Regions from separate parts of the Mus musculus genome. Here region 2 is linked to region 1. The links are chromatin contacts, called in public HiChIP or PLAC-seq maps. All regions are on one chromosome and are shown on one strand. Each heading gives the region's core, a stretch centred on a gene start, on an enhancer-like site or on the middle of the called end of the contact. The rest is flanking DNA. Distances are from core to core; before and after follow the strand shown.

Region 1 (5,009 bases), core at 1,785-4,284:
GTCTCGCTCTGACATATCTAAGCTGGTCTCAGACAGACAGTGAGATTCCTGTGCTGGCCTCCCTAGTGCTGAGACTGCAACAGGATGGGGGCCAAGCACATCCTGTTCTCAGATTTCTTAGCATTCACAGAGATGTTCAGGGAGACTAGGGTACCAGAGATGTGACCAGAGGCTAGAGGAGGCACCTCCTAAACATACACACAGTTGGGTAGGACAGAGACCCTGATCTGACTTGTGGGTCTCACAAGTGGGACAGATGGACATTCAGGGAAGGGAATTCAGCTCTTACTGAGGCAAGAGGCCAGCCGGACAGTGTAGCCCCAGTAGAGACCAGCTTTGGTGCGGGGGTCCTGTGATGACACAACTGTTCCTTTGTATGTCTTGCATTCTGGGAAACAAAACAGGCTATGAAGACCAAGGAAACTGGTAGGTAGAGGCGGCTTGGAAGAGGCTCTGAGCCAGGCAGCTCTAAGGGCCCAGGAAGCTCCCCCTACCTGGGAGCTGCTGCTGGTTCAGTCGCACGGTCACCCGAAGTCCAGGGTCCAGTTTCTTGTCAATCTTCACCTCCTGAAGAGAAGCTAGAGGGAGTGAGTGAGTGCCACACCGTGAAGGGGACACGTTGTCAGATAACCCAGGTCAGCCTGCCCCGTCCAGGGTCCATGGAGGCCACAAGAGGGCACCAGATTCCCTGAAACCACCTGATGTTAACCGCCATGTGGGTGCTGGGCACTGAATGTGGGTCCTCTGCAAGAGTAGCCAGTGCTCTTTAAACTGAGTCACCTCTCCATCCTCGAGGGGCTCATAGCTTGAGCCCTACTTTGGGATAACTAGTGTTTCTCAGCAGGCCTGGAGTTCAGGTCTCCTCATTCATGTGTCCTTACCTTTTATAGCTAGCAAGTGTCCCCAAGTGTACCACAGCCCACCTTCCCAATCCTACCTTCTTCATTCCACAGTTGACCAAAGAGCCATGGCCTGCCTTGGTGGGCCGGTCCACCACGACGCCTTCTCGAAACTCAGACTCTTCGTCCTGACGCATGTGGTGAGGGCTGTCCAAGGGGTTGAGGATTCCTGGGCAGGGAACAGGAGGTGATGATAGGACCAGGCTCTACCCCTAGCCTGTGTTCCCACCTGGATCCATCTTGGTGCCTAAGGCTGAGTCATGGGAAATGGGGCAGGCACACTAGCTGTACCTGCAAACTGCAGATCTTGGTGCTTGGGGAAGAACGCCTTTCTCAGGTACCTAGGGAGGAATGCATCTGTCAGGTCCATCCTGGGGAGGCTGCCTCCCAGCCACTGCCCTCACCTCACACTTACTGTGGACACTCCAGGTACTGTAGGATGCGGGCCAGCTGGACACATGCCTGCCCTTTCTTGCCAACTCCCCTGAATTCTCCTTCCACACTCCTGGAAAGATTAAGACAGACCTCAAGATCCAAGTGCTGGGCTTATTATACTTTTTTTTTTATTTTCTTTCTTTTTCATTTGTTTTTGGGGACAGGGTTTCTTGGCATAGCCCTGGCAGTCCCAGACCTTGCTCTGTAGACCAGACTGGCACTGAACTCTCAGAGATCCACCTGCCTCTGCCTCCTGAGTGCTGGGATGAAAGGCGTGTGCCACCACTGCTCAGCTCAAGTGGCCTTCTGGTCTCCAGAACCACACTGGTGTTTGTACACAAGCACCATAAAGAAATGCTAAACACAACCCAAACCATCCAAGTGCTGAGCCTCAGCACAGACCATGGGCAAAACCCTGAGTCCACTCTCTAGCACCAAGGGTGAGAAAAAGTGAGTCTGCAGCTGCCTTTGAGAGCTCCTTCCAGGCAGCCAGGCAGGTGACAAGGAGCAGGACAAAGCCATGGCCACCCCTGCTGGTCCTCCCCACTCCCCAGAGACTCTCACTTGGTATCTTGGCCCTCCTCATCGAACACCACAATCTCATCCACACAGAAGATGGTGCAGGCTCTGGCGATCTGGCCAGCCAGGTAGGTGCGGAGCTCAGGTGACTGGGCATTGTCCAGGATGGAGCCTGGCAGGGCCACACTCAGAGTGTAAGGCCGTCCTAGCAGGGACAGGGGATGTTCCTGTCAGCCTGACAGGCTGTGGACCTTCCCTCCCTTGCATGTCCCCATGGCTCAGAGATTCAACTTACCTCACGACCCAGCTGCTTACCTTGGTTGCTCCTCTGGGCCGCCGCCTCTTCCTCCTCTTCCTGGCGTTTAGCCTCTTCCTCTTGGGCACGCTGCCGCTCCAGTTTCTTCATTATCTTGAGGTCCTTCCACTTCTTTTTCTCCTCTTTTTCTGGAGAATTATTGGAGGGAAAGGACTTGACATGGGGAGGAGAGTTCCTTCTCGCTGGGCTAGCCTAGGCTCTGGAGAGGCTGCCACCACTCACTTGGATACACTGAGACCCAAAGAGGGCTCGTCGGGCCATTAGCTGGTTTGTGGAAAGGGAGGGCTCAGTGCGCTTGCCCAACCCGGCCTCAGCTTTTTACTTACTCTGCTGTTTCCATTTTCGCCATTCAACCCTTTGGCCATGTTCACCCTGCAAGTAAGGAGGAAGATTGAGAGGCTGACCGGTCACACATAGGAGGGGCGCATCCCATCGGGCCTCCCGCCATCTGACTCTCTCAAACCAGGGTAGAAGTACACAGGGACTCGCCGTGCACAAAGCCTGGGATCAGATCCGGGAAGCTGAGGAATGAATCCCCATTGGGCAAAAGAAGAAACCGAGACAAGGGGAAGACAGGTATGGCCATAAAGTCGCCCTAGGAATCAGAAAATAAGCCAGGAGAGGACTCAAGACACCGTCGCCCCGCGAATGAATGTAGATCGGACCAGCTAACTCTGCAAGCTCAGGCTACGGGAGAGGGGCGAGGGGAGAGGAGAGAGCAGAAGACCCGGGCCGACACCACTGTGACACGCTGCAGATTCCAGGCCTAGCCCGGAACCCATCGGTCCGCACATACCGGACCACACGGACGCTTCCTCGGGCGCTCCGCCATGTTTCCAGGCCCACCGCGCGCCTGCCAGTTAGCCTCGCCTCTTCCGGCCACACCTCCGCGGAGCTGCCCAATCAGAGGCCCAGCGGAGAGTGGGGCGTGTCCTGGGTGCCAGGCTGAGGCGGAGCTCAGAAACGCCACGTGCGAGTGCGGAGGCTGCTGCGTTGGTACCCTGTCTCCAGGGCAACGAGTTCGCAGCACTACGCTGTCCGAACCCAGTAAGGCTCATGTGCCGCCCTTTCCATTGTTAGGTACCCTGGTGATATTTAGCTTCCATGTTTTATGTAAGGGCACCCTATTGGAAATTACAAAAGACTACCTTTATCCAGTTCATTTGCACTTTCTTTTTATTTATCCATTCAGTTTCCTGGGACTCCAGCTAAGGCCCGACGCGTGCTAAATTTAGTGCTCCACCAGTGAGCTATATTCCCAGCCTCGTCCAGACTTTATTCTTTTGGTTTTTTAAAAAGATTTATTTATTATTATACATAAGTACACTGTAGCTGTCTTCAGACGTGCCAGAAGAGGGCATCAGATCTCATTACGGATGGTTGTGAGCCACCATGTGGTTGCTGGGATTTGAACTCAGGACCTTTGGAAGAGCAATTGGTGCTCTTACCCGCTGAGCCATCTTGCCAGCCCCAGACTTTATTCTTTATCAGTTTAATTCATTTGTTTGCATGTAGTACTTTAAATTTTTTAAAAAAGAAATTGATACAGGGTCTTACTATGTAGCTTGGACTGACCTCAAACTCAATCTTCCATCAACCACCTGAGTGCTGTGATTGATTGATTGATTGATTTTTGGCAGCCCTGGATCAAATCCAAGGTCTCCAGCATGCAAATCACTGATCAACATTCTGTGTCTACTTTAAAATCATTTTAAGTAAAGAATGAGAAGATAGGACTGAAAGAAGTCCCTGCAGAAGACTTTTAGCTGCTGCTATAATAGCAGCCATTGTATCTGGCATGAATTCCAGAGGGATTGTACCTAGGGTTTGAAGAAGCCTTTTGTAAAGTTATTGATTGTTGTCTGAGGTTTTATGGGGTTGCTCTTCCAAGGATTCTCAGAGCCTTTGCATAACTTAGTCCTGAGACATACCTGACAAACCAGGATGTCTCCTGGGACTTGCTTAGGTATGCCTGGGAATGTAGGTTATGCCTGAGTATTGCTTAGGTAGGGTTCCTTCAGAGAAGCCTAGATAAGGTAGCAGGTTTTGGTATACAGAAATTGACTTGCTACAAGTACCTTTTGTGTAACAGTAAGGAGGGTCTGCAAAATGGTAAATATGTGAAGTTCAATGCCTGAGAGGATGAGCCCCTGCTGCTGAGAAGCCTAACAGGTCCTGCAGTGTCTCCTTTTCTTTGCTCTCCTGTATAACCCAGAACACCAACAGGTTCCTCCCCAAAAAACTTTTCTGCCTGATAGTTTTATATTAACTTTTTGTTGTTGTTTTTGAAACAGGCCTTAATATATAGCCCTGGCTGTCCTGGAACTTACTATGTAAACCAGGATGCCCTCAAACTCAGAGATCCTCCTGCGTGTGCCGAGCAAGTGCTGGGATTAAAGACTTGTGCCACCACGCCCACCCGGCTTGTATTAACATTTTACAATGATCCGATACTTTGTTACAGTTGAGGAACAATCCTGACACATTATTACCGCCAACTACAGTTTACATCACTCTTTTAGTCATACTTTCTTTTTGTCTGTTTTGCTTGCTTTGGTTTGTTTTTTTGAGATAATGTCCATCCTCCTGCCTTATCCTCCCAGGAGCTGAAATTACAGGTGTGGGGCACCCTGCTGTGTGAATTTTGACTTTATTTATATGAGTGTTTTGTCTGTATGTATGTGTGTGCACCAGAGTCTTGCCTGGTGCCTGAGGAGGCAAATGGATCCCCTGGGACTGAAATTATAGTAGATTGTAAAACACCATGTATGTGCTGGGAACTGAACCCAGGTCTCTGGAAGAAAAACCAGTCATCTTAACCACAGAACAATCTCCTCAGC
Region 2 (5,009 bases), core at 650-3,149, 970 kb after region 1:
CCAGGGCCTCCAAAACCATCTCACTTTTAGTTCCATATTTTCCCAAGTGATTTTTTTTTTCTTTTCTTTTTTTTTTTTGGTTTTTTCGAGACAGGGTTTCTTTGTATAGCCCTGGCTGTCCTGGAGCTCACTTTGTAGACCAGGCTGGCCTCGAACTCAGAAATCCGCCTGCCTCTGCTGGGATTAAAGGCGTGCGCCACCATGCCCGGCGATTTTTTTTTTTTAATTAGACAGTGTAGTCCCAACAAATCGATTTGTTTGTTTGTTTGTTTGGGTTTTCAATTCGAAGTTTCTCTGAGTAGTTCTGGTTGGCCTTGAACTCAGATATCCACTCGCCTGCCTCTGCTTTCTGAGTGCTTGGATTAAAGATGTGTACCACCACCTCCTGGCTCCAAGTGAATTTGTTGAAGTTCACAGTTTGTGGCATTAAAGTATATCATATTGGGCTGAAGAGATGGCTCAGCAGCTAAGAGTTCCTGTTCTTCCAGAAGACTGGAGTTTGGGTTCCCAGCAAGCACAATGGATGGCTGACAACCAAGGTAACTTCAGTTGCAGGGATCTGATGCCCCCTTCTGGTCTCTATGGGTACACCTCATGGCATTTATAAACACACAAACAACATAAAAACAAACTTAATTTCCTATCTATATGTATTTATATATACAGATCTATCATGTTGGGTTAGAGACACTGCTCAGTGGTTAAGAGCACTTACTGCTCTTATAGATAGATACCTGAGTTAACTTTCTAGTACTCATGATGTCAGGCAACACACAACTGCCAGCAATTCCAGCTCCCGAGGATCTGACACCATCTTCTGGTCCTCTCAGGTACCTATACATGGCACACACATACATAAAAAACTTAGAAAAGCAACCAACCAGACCTTCAAAATACATCCTGTTACTAGTTCCAGTTAAAAAGCTATAGGAATCTGATTCTGTCATAGGTGTTCACACACCTACATAGTGGTAGCTGCCTGGTAGTAGAGTTCCCTGTGTTTTTATTGTGTCCTATTTTGCTTAAATAATTACATGCACATACACAAAAGCATATGTTACTTGTGTGTCCAGCTAAAAACAAGAATCTAAGAACTAAACCAACTTGGTTATCAGCTATTTTAATACGAGTGTTTCCTGTAAGCCCTGGTACCAGGGACCTACAACCAAGTCCTTCCATTAAGTGTTAAGGACTAGAAGCTAAGTTTCCAAAGAGACTAAAATAGAAAACATTAAGGCTCAGACTCCAGCGGTGGCATGAAATCACACAAGACAAAATGACGTATCAGTTAAAAATCTGCATGTGATCCCCAGCTCAGACTGGCCAAAATGACCATTTCTTAGAGTTTAGGTAGAACAGAGGAACAGCCTGACACCTACCTCTTATATAATTAGATTGTCCCAAAGATTAAATGCCACTTAAAAAAAAAAAGCCTAGTGGATGGCTTCCTATGGACTCAATAAATCCTATTACTGCAACTATTTCAAGCTGAAGTTTGTGTAAAGGGCCTAGGATGATAATAAGTCAAGGAATCTAAGACAGGCCAGCAATTTCTAAGTTATTACCACCGAAGGCAGTCCAATCATCCGCCAGGGTCAGTGGCGGACATTGCGGGTTCCAGACTTTGGTCCAGGCCCCTCAATCCCCAAGCCCGGCAAGGCAGAAAGGAGGCCCGGCTTGAACTTGCCCCGCCATGGTTGTCATGGCAAACGCTTCAGGGTCCTCACAGGGGCTTTGCCGGAAGTCCGTCCTGGGAGGCCAATTGAAGAGTGCCGAGGTGGTCCGCTCAGGTCCCTGCGTGACCAGAGTTGCGTTTTGCAGTAAAACGATCTCAAGGACCTCGGAGGCGGCAGCCGCGCCCCCTTCCAGAGCACCTCCGGGACGACGCACTTTGACCCGGAAGTGGGTGGGAGAGGAAGCAGCTGGTGATGCTGGAACAAACATGGCCGTCCCGGTACCCCTCGGCCGCTTCGGCTCCTTCTGCCTGCGGCTGCTACGACTGCTGGCGTTGCTGGAGCTGCTGGTCCACCCCGTCTTGGGCCGCGTCCATCACCTGGCGCTCAAAGTAAGGCCTGGCAGGCTGGGGGCAGGATCAGGGAGTGGCGACGGGGGGGTGGGGGGAGCGCGACCGCTGTCCCGGGCTGAGCCAACTTCAGCCCAGCGGGATCTCCTAAGTTCGGCCCCTGAGCCAGGGGGTTTGCGCCGCCCCGTAGGGATGGACTACGCCGTGCGGCCTCCTCGGGTAGTCTGGTCCCTGCAGGTTTGAGGTCCTGAGGAAGGGGCCCAGATGCGGCCTAAATACCCAAAGACCTGGGAGGCCACTCCTGCGATTCCTGCTGGCTTCCCTGGATTCCACGTTGGTGGCAACCTTCCCTAATTCACCCTTTCATAACTTAAATTCCAAGTTCTCTTGTCCGCGATCTCCGCCCTTCTGTGCTCCTTGATCTGGCGCTTTGAAGTTGTGCGGAATCTTAGCCTGTTTCCTTGCTTGGTTTAGGGTGCTCGGTTGACTGACCAAAGCCAGAATCCCCAAGAGGAATTCAAATCTCTCTTGAAATACATGCCTTGGTTTCAAGAAGAAAAAATAAGAAAGAACAAGCCTGAGGATTTAAACTCAGCATCCAAAGTGTTTCTAAGTAGTGGGCCTTTTTCATTCCCGCTCTATGGCCATTGCCTAAGGAAGATGTTTATGACAGGCCTGAAGTGACCACCAAGAACCGCTATGGTAGCTAACTCACAGTAGAAAGTTCTCTAAGGCTTACACAGGATTGGCAGCCGGTTAATATACCTGGAGAACAGAAAGTGACATCATTATGACTCAAAGCCTTGTACATTTTCCTAATAGTCAGTGTACCAAGAAGTTGCGGATCTGGACACAGCTGTCTGTAAAAACACTTTCCATTAGGTGTGAAGGATAAAGGCTTGTGAATGTAGCGTTTAAAGGGTCCAGACAGACTGTAGATTTGAAACCTGGCCAAATCCATACAGGCACACTTGGGCTGTCTGCTTTTGATTGTTAAAATGATCTTGAAGCTGGGCGGTAGTGGCGCATGCCTTTAATCCCAGCACTTGGGAGGCAGAGGCTGGCGGATTTCTGAGTTCGAGGCCAGCCTGGTCTACAAAGTGAGTTCTAGGACAGTCGGGGCTATACAGAGAAACCCTGTCTTGAAAAACAAACAAACAAATGATCTTGAGTAAAGTGACTCTTACCTACAGCAAGACAGATCAATCTTGGCTCCTTATAAAATCCACTGAAAGCTGTAGGCACTCTCCCCAGAGAAATGCTTTTTGAAGTAAGACCATCTTACATCTTAACAGCTTTCTTGGCCTTTCTGTAGCTTCATAATCTTGGTACAGTTTAATCAAGGTATCCAAGTTTGCAGATTCATCACTCTGAGGGTAAGAACTCCTGATTTCTAAAGTCTCGCATTTTGAGGTTTGCAGATTGTTTTTATTGGGTATATAATTTAGCTGAGTTTATAAAGCTTAGGAATTAGAAACAAAACTACTTGTAACAAGACACACTGGGACCACATCTCCTGGCTCCCTGTCCAACATTTCTAGTGTTTAAATGCCAGGTGTCTGGTATCACTAGGTAAACGCTGGCAGTATTTTATATTGGCCAGCCTGAGTGATCAGTATATTCCAACCTTCTATACCAGCCTTTATCTGTGGTGGAAGCAAACTTAGAGTAGTTCTGTGGTTGGCCTCTCTTGTGCCAACCTAGTGAAGTTCTGTGGTTGACTTCTCTGTGTCAGATGCCTTGATGGTTTTCTCTCTTGTAACATGCTCCCTACGATTATCCTATAGTTGGTACTAGAATCTTTTTTCTTGGACAGTCTTTACTTGTTATCTAAGGAGAGGACATTTACCAGCAGAGGGTCCACCAAAGAAGCAGAAGATGGTCTTACCCTGCTTGAAGTTGGGAAGCACAGGCTTGAGCAGGTTAGAAACCCAGGCTTGCAAGTGCATGAAGTGATCACCAAATGTCAGGAATATGCATTGATTTAAAAAAAAAAAAGATTCATTTCTCTCTCTCTCTCTGTGTGTGTGTGTGTGTGTGTGTGTGTGTGTGTGTGTGTGTGTGTATGTATGTATGTGAAGGTCCCTTGGAGCTGGAGTAACAGGCAGTTGTAACAGGCAGTTGTAAGCTGTCCCATATGTGTGCCGGGAAATGATCTTGGGTCTTTTTCAAGGTGCCATAAATCCTCTTAACTGCCGAGCCATTTCTATAGCATTGATCCTTATAAATATGTTTTAACATGGACAATTTCAAATGCACCAGAGTAGGTACAGTTGCATAATAAACTCCCATGTGCCTGTCCTGTGCCTCTGTAGCCATTAGCAGCCAATCCTGCCTTCCACCTGGCTGAGGTCACTTCTCTGTTCTCAATGTCTTTAGTTTTGTAAATAAATTCAACAAACAGAAAACAAACAGAAAGAACTTTTCCTTTTCAGTTCCCTTTCTTTATTTTTCATCTTTCGTTTGTTTTCTTGGTCTTCTTACATCCCTTATTCTCTGACCTTCCTATATATTCCTTATTTTTCAAAAGCAACTTTTTTGAAGGTATAATTTGTATATATAAGTCATACATTTTCTTTTCTTTTCTTTTTTTTTTGTTTTTGTTTTTGTTTTTTTCGAGACAGGGTTTCTCTGTATAGCCCTGGCTGTCCTGGAACTCACTTTGTAGACCAGGCTGGCCTCGAACTCAGAAATCGCCTGCCTCTGCCTCCCGAGTGCTGGGATAAAAGTTATACATTTTCATCATTAGACCCTTATTTTGATTCTTTACCATAATTGTCACCATTACCCAGCTATAGGAAATTTCTGTTGCCTTCCATAGATCTCATATGCTGACTTATAAATCTCCTTTTTACTCCCATGCCCAAGCATTGCATTCAGGGGATCCAATGCCCTTTTCTGCCTCTGTGGACACCAGGCGTGTATGTGGTGCATAGGCATAAATGCAGGCAAAATAGCCATACACATAAAAAATTAAAAAGTAAAA

What was found. HiChIP or PLAC-seq counts read pairs in DNA pulled down with a chosen protein or histone mark.
Region 2: an H3K27ac HiChIP or PLAC-seq map of microglia shows a contact between it and region 1, with 5 times the contacts expected there. The contact joins the promoter of Gpr107 here to the promoter of Spout1 in region 1. A contact is called at or near these places in 1 of 39 promoter capture datasets (pre-B cells) and 1 of 115 datasets of contacts at active chromatin or transcription factors (microglia).

The regions. Positions count from the first base shown.
Region 1 is chr2:30,175,425-30,180,433 of GRCm38.p6, forward strand. Spout1 (SPOUT domain containing methyltransferase 1) reads right to left here and starts at 3,035. Exons shown (of 12, transcript NM_172660.4): 1 at 2,966-3,035; 2 at 2,496-2,541; 3 at 2,169-2,297; 4 at 1,899-2,058; 5 at 1,315-1,404; 6 at 1,191-1,240; 7 at 938-1,068; 8 at 495-567; 9 at 290-388. The coding sequence starts at 3,001.
Region 2 is chr2:31,150,417-31,155,425 of GRCm38.p6, forward strand. Gpr107 (G protein-coupled receptor 107) reads left to right here and starts at 1,900. Exons shown (of 18, transcript NM_178760.4): 1 at 1,900-2,065. The coding sequence starts at 1,943. It overlaps D330023K18Rik (RIKEN cDNA D330023K18 gene), which reads right to left and starts at 1,875. Exons shown (of 2, transcript NR_040334.1): 1 at 1,566-1,875; 2 at 633-834.